Regions from separate parts of the Oryctolagus cuniculus genome. Here region 2 is linked to region 1. The links are chromatin contacts, called in public Hi-C maps. All regions are on one chromosome and are shown on one strand. Each heading gives the region's core, a stretch centred on a gene start, on an enhancer-like site or on the middle of the called end of the contact. The rest is flanking DNA. Distances are from core to core; before and after follow the strand shown.

Region 1 (3,124 bases), core at 372-2,871:
AGATAATATAAACGAGTCTACAGATCTTCGGGAGGTTAGCAGGGCATCTCAGAAAACTGTAAACCAGTCTCTGTATGTGGAAGGTTGCCATGGATCTGTCTTATAAAAGTATTTTCTCAGTTCTTAAAGCCGTCTGCTCAGCTGCACCAATAGATATCCGCCTAAATCCTATGAGTTGCCAAAAAAAAAAAAAAAAACCCGAGGGGAGTATTTTTAGGGACTTTTGAGAATCAACATTTTGCTCATATTCTAAAACTGCAGCATGTAAAGTAGAAACTCAAGCCTGGTGTGTATGTAATAGAAAATTTCATGCTCATAGAATATCACCCACTAGGGAAATAGGCTAATTTGATTGATTTAGTTACATTCAAGGGATGGTAAGGGACAAGGCCAGTTAACCGTCTTCGGAAGTTCCTGTGCTGACGCGTTCAGATAATCAAAGTGAATTCCGAGGTGATCACGCTGACCGGCTCCCAAAGTCTTCCTGAGAGAGCAGGAATTTTCCAAATGTCTCAGGCCGCCCTGTGAGGGTGGCAGCTTATCTCCGTTTGCCCGAGACATTAGAAGGACACTTCTTTTGTCGCTTAGCCCAGAGGCAAAGGGAGGCCCAGAGGAGGAAATGTCATTTCTCTGCTGAGCTGAGGGCTCTTGGGAACGCTGGCCTGGGCTCTCCTCCCTGGCGGGTGCCTGCTCTTGGGGCCAAAGGCTTGCACTGCTTTTTCTGTCTCCCAAGGTAGAAAGCAGCCGTGTCCCGGCGCTGGTGGAGCTGTTGTGTCCAGGGCCAGGCTGAAGGGGCTGCGGCACGGGGAACGCGGGCTCCAGTGGTCAGTAATGGAGGGGCCACCCCAGCCTGCATGATCAGGCCAAGGGGTTGGGGCAAGGAAGGAAGAGGAACAAGGAAGCTGGATTGAGGACAAGGCCGGTCAGGATTTGGGACCTGCCAGTGGCAGCTCAGGGTCTCGGGGGCCAGTGTTAGTGGTCTCAGACCCTCGCCCAAGTCCAGAACCTTGTGCGTGCCAGTCTGGCCAGAGGGGTGGGAGCTGAAGCAGACAGCTGCCCTGAGTGGTCTCTCCACGGGACTGGAAAGTCTGACCCAGCGAGGGGACCTGGTGATGGAAACCGGTTTATTGTGTATTCAGAAACAAGGATATTTGATTCACCAGGGCAGGCTCCTCGCCTCTTTCTTGGCACAGATTGGTCTTCAGAGCCTGGAGCCTGGAGCCTGGGCAGTGCTGAGCGGCACGGAGGAGTATACGTTTCCTGTCACTTCCTCTTTGGCAGGTTGTGTCTGCAGACACTGGCTTCCATACCCCATAATTACTTTTTCACATTTTTTAATATAGTAACACATGGTTGGGCTTGTGGTGGGGGAACCGAGTGATGCCTCTGGGCCATGAACACTATAAATAACTTCAGGGATCATTTTATATGGTTAGGGAAGGAAGCAGCTTCTTTCTCAAGAAATAGCTCCCAGCAAAGGAGCAGCATTTAGGAACAAATAACTTTTATTTTCAAAAGTCCCTTTTGCCGGTTCTGTTTCTCCCACAGATCCGCGATCTTAGCTGCTGCTATTCACTTGTTTTCTGGGCGGCCTGCCTTCCTCCACTTTTTATCTCAGCGTGGTGAATGCAGCCTGCTTGTCATACAAAGGAAAGTGAGCACATTTCGTCTGTGGGTGTGAAGTCAAGTCGTCAGCTCCGCGCTCCAGGGTTAGCTTCTGACGGCGAACTCTGCAGTGGCGGCAGGCTCGCACGAGCAGGTGTGTGTGTTAACCGAAGACCCATGTTGCTGGCAGGGACTTCAAAAAGCTACCTAGAAACATGTCACCCCACCCCCCACCCCAAGGTAGCTGGAGCTTAACAGCTTCCTGGAAATAAAAAGTTAGGATATCTGTGGTAGCGTTTCAGTAGCGAATGAACTTCATTGCCAAGAATGTCTTCTTTTTATCTAAGCTTCCAGTGTATTTGAAACCTGTTGCTTCTTATTTATTTAGTGACAATTTATTGTCACAATTAAATATTCTTATTTATTCAAGTTGACAATAGCTGATTACGATCACCTTTCAATAACTACCGATTTATATTTCCCTGGCCTGGTCTCTAAACTTGCACCTAAGTCAGTAATTAACAGCTGAATAAGATAAACACTATACTTTCTATTGAGCAGAAGTCTAATGGAAAAGTATGTAGAGGGCAAATATTCTCAAAACACTCTTAGGTTTCTTTAGTTTTGCACAACCCATGTTTGACACAAGTCTCTTCTGAAGCAGAGCAGGTAGTTTTGTATCTTTGTTTCTGAATGATACATAATATCTTCATATATTTACTTTACAGGAAGGCAAAGACAGTAGCCCCTTAAGGAGATTTAAAATAATGACCACCACTTTCTAGGCATAAAAATGATTTGTTTCCCCCTTAGCAACATTCATTTATAGAGACAAAACTCTAACTATAGGCAAATAGGGATCATTTTACCCTTTGCATCTGTGTACCTGATGCGCGGTCAGCTTAGGAGCAGAGGCACAGATTGCAGTGAGAAGCAAGCCTCTGGGGCTGGACTCGTCGAGGGGCAGCTGGGATGCGTGCCTGAAGGGAGCATGGGGAAGAAAAAAAAACGCATGGTGCTTCGTTGTTCCGGGCCAGTATTTGCCACACTCACAGGGCACCCGGCACAGTGCTCCAGGTTTCTGACCTGACAAGCAAAGATGGAAATTGTTCTCTCTTGCAGAAGGAGATTTCGTTTTACTTCTCTCGTGTAGATGGTGGTGGTGCCCTCGTGAGACGGCCCGACGCGCAGGGTCCCCGGCTGATGCGGACACCTGATGTTGCGCATGCGCCTGACGGATGCGTCGCGCCCAGACGCTGCGGTTGGGTTGTCATTCCCAATAAATGATGCCATTGGGTAATTTTATTGTAAAGACTTCCACAGTGCTGAAAATCTGATAGAGCACATGGCTTGATGTGGGTGCTGACAGCCACAGTATCTGTCCAAGGAACTATGGCAGATGAACTAGCAGGGTGCTTTTCTCTTGGGAGCAGGCTGCACTTCGAAGGGAAAATGTTTGCATTCCCTCCCCGGCCTCCCGCCCCCGGCCCTCTGCCCTGAACTACACAAAGTCCCACTG
Region 2 (2,948 bases), core at 32-2,531, 220 kb after region 1:
GGCGGGCGCGGAGGTTGGCCTCGCCTGGAGGGGCGGGGACCGAGCGGGGGCGGCGGGTGGAGGCGGGGCGGGCGGGGCCTCGGCGTTCACGTGACTCCGAGGGGCTGGAAGAAAAACAGAGCCTGTCTGCGCCCGAGTCTCATTATATTCAAATATTCATTTTAGGAGCCATTCCGTAGTGCCATCCCGAGCGACGCGCGGCCGCAGCTTCTCTGAGCCTTTCCAGCAAGTCTGTTCAAGATTGGCTGCCAAGAATCATGGACTGTTATTATATGCCTTGTTTTCTGTCAGTGAGTAGACACCTCTTGCTTACCCCCTCCCGGGAATTCACTGCCCTCCACGCTCCGCTCGCGGCCCCGCAGCCGGCGCGCGCAGACCCAGCCGGTTCTTTTTAACAAGTGCTGCCGGCTCCGATCGGGCGCGGTGCAGGGCAAGGGAGCGCGCGGGGCTGGGGTTGGGGTGGGGGCTCAGAGACGACAGGTCCGCTGCCCCGGGGTGGTCCTGCGCGCCCGCCACTCCGCGTCCCTGCCCCGCTGGCCTAGGGGAGCGTTCCGAGCGCCCGTGGAGCGGTCCCAGCCTCTTGTCAAAGCTCGCGGAGTTCTCCCCGGAGCCGGCTGCCACCCCCTTCCCCGGGAGGGAGCGTGCCGACACGATCACACCTCCTGCCGAGTATTTCACCCTCGTCGGCCACGGCGCAAAACCGGCCGCCGGGGCAGCCCCCCCGGACCCCGCCGCCCGCCCCGCGCCTCCGTCCAGTCCCTGCCTCTCCGCCTTCCCTCCCTGACGGTCCCGACCAGCTGGAGGTTGTGGAAGTTGGGCTCGGAGGGCGGAGGAAGGTGGGGGTGGAGGGAGAGGGGGGAGAGGCTGAAAGTCGGCCGTGGAGAGCGAGGGCATTTGCGTTCTCCCTCCCCCCCCTCCTCACCCCCCCCTCCATGTTAACTGTTTATTCCTGAAGAAGCCACGCTGAGATCATGGCTCAGATGGCAGTTGGGACAAAAAAAGATTAACAGGATGGAGGCTATCTGATTTGGGGTTATTTGACTGTAAACAAGTTAGACCAAGTAATTACAGGGCAATTTTTACTTTCAGGCCGTGCACGGCTGCAGCTGCTTGGGGGGGGGAGGGGGTGCGAGGGAGAAGGCACAGACTTGGGTCTTTCCGACCTGCTTGGCATCCCGACCCTGTGCTGCTAGCCCTATATGCATATGCGGACACCTCTCTGTTTCTCTCTATTTACTGGTGTTTATTTATTCCACCCCCCCACCCCTCCCCAGAGACACCATGATTCCTGGTAACCGAATGCTGATGGTCGTTTTATTATGCCAAGTCCTGTTAGGAGGCGCGAGCCATGCTAGTTTGATACCTGAGACGGGGAAGAAAAAAGTCGCCGAGATTCAGGGCCACGCGGGAGGACGCCGCTCAGGGCAGAGCCATGAGCTCCTGCGGGACTTCGAGGCGACGCTGCTGCAGATGTTCGGGCTGCGCCGCCGCCCGCAGCCTAGCAAGAGCGCCGTCATCCCGGATTACATGCGGGATCTTTACCGGCTCCAGTCAGGGGAGGAGGAGGAGGAAGAGCAGATGCCCAGCGGCGGTCTCGAGTATCCGGAGCGTCCGGCCAGCCGGGCCAACACCGTGAGGAGCTTCCACCACGAAGGTGAGTCCCTGGCTGGCGTCTGGGCGAGGGGGGAGGGCCAGCAGGCCTGGCTGCGGGGGCCCTGAGCACCCTGGGGGAAGAGTTCAGGTTACATCAAAGCCCCAATCGGAGAGGCTGGGGAACGGGGCTGCTCACCTCCAAGAATTTCCAGAGCTGCCTCTGAACTTATTTGGGGGGGGGGCGGTTAGGGGGGTGGAGGTGGGGGTAGTTGGGAGATGGGGACTGAGGCTGCTAGTCCCGCTGGTGTGTTTCTGCCATATCAAAGCTGTTTCTGCCCCCCGCCCCCCCTTTTTCCAAAGCACCTACCGAATTTAATATTACAGCTGTGTGCGTTGGTCAGGTTTATTCAATAGGGGCCTTGTAATCTGATCTGAATGTTTCCTAGCGGATGTTTCTTTTCCAAAGTAAATCTGAGTTATGAATCCACCAGCATCATTACTGTGTTGGAATTTATTTTCCCCCCTGTAACATGATCAACAAGGCATGCTCTGTGTTTCCAAGATCGCTGGGGAAATGTTTAGTAACATACTCGAAAGAGGAAGAGGGAGAGAGTGGTTGCATGCATGTTTCCTCCAGCCTGGGCTCTGTGGGCCAAGCCAAGAGGGGGCTTTAAATGGGAGTCTGAGCGTGATGGAGAAAGGGAGTGGCTGCGTGGAAGCTGTCAGGCACATGGGGGAGGCTGGGAGATGCTCTGTCTTGGGTGCTAGACAGGCGCCAGCTAAGTGTTGTTGGTTCCCTGGGTGCCCTACCTAGCTGCTCCTTCAGACCCACAGGCAGACACCCCTCCCCTGCCCCCACCGTAGTCTTCCAGCTTATAAGCAGAGTTCACCACTCATCACCCCGCTCAGCTACTTCCGCCATCCCCATCTCTCAAAAAAGTTCACGTGCTCTTTCATTTTCCCTTCCTTCTCACCGTGCCCAGAACATCTGGAGAACATCCCAGGGACCAGCGAAAACTCTGCTTTTCGTTTCCTCTTTAACCTCAGCAGCATCCCAGAGAACGAGGCCATCTCCTCCGCAGAGCTCCGGCTCTTCCGGGAGCAGGTGGACCAGGGCCCCGACTGGGAGCGGGGCTTCCACCGGATAAACATTTATGAGGTTATGAAGCCCCCGGCGGAAGCAGTGCCCGGGCACCTCATCACACGACTACTGGACACGAGACTGGTCCACCACAATGTGACACGGTGGGAAACTTTTGACGTGAGCCCCGCGGTCCTGCGATGGACCCGGGAGAAGCAGCCCAACCATGGGCTGGCCGTGGAGGTGACTCACCTCCACCATACACGGACCCATC

The links. Hi-C and Micro-C count contacts between places; a contact is called where the count stands out from the background.
Region 2: a contact with region 1 is called in a Hi-C map of an unstated tissue, with 3 times the contacts expected there. The contact joins the promoter of BMP4 here to the promoter of LOC103351297 in region 1. A contact is called at or near these places in 3 of 6 Hi-C or Micro-C datasets (embryonic fibroblasts, skin fibroblasts and an unstated tissue).

The regions. Positions count from the first base shown.
Region 1 is chr12:22,244,237-22,247,360 of mOryCun1.1, forward strand. LOC103351297 reads left to right here and starts at 1,622. Exons shown (of 11, transcript XM_070053649.1): 1 at 1,622-1,759; 2 at 2,728-2,901. The coding sequence starts at 2,822. LOC103351254 (a long non-coding RNA gene) reads right to left here. Exons shown (of 3, transcript XR_007910255.2): 2 at 2,492-2,585; 3 at 1,531-1,669.
Region 2 is chr12:22,466,528-22,469,475 of mOryCun1.1, forward strand. It overlaps BMP4 (bone morphogenetic protein 4), which reads left to right and starts at 1,282. Exons shown (of 2, transcript NM_001195723.1): 1 at 1,282-1,654; 2 at 2,577-2,948. The coding sequence starts at 1,282.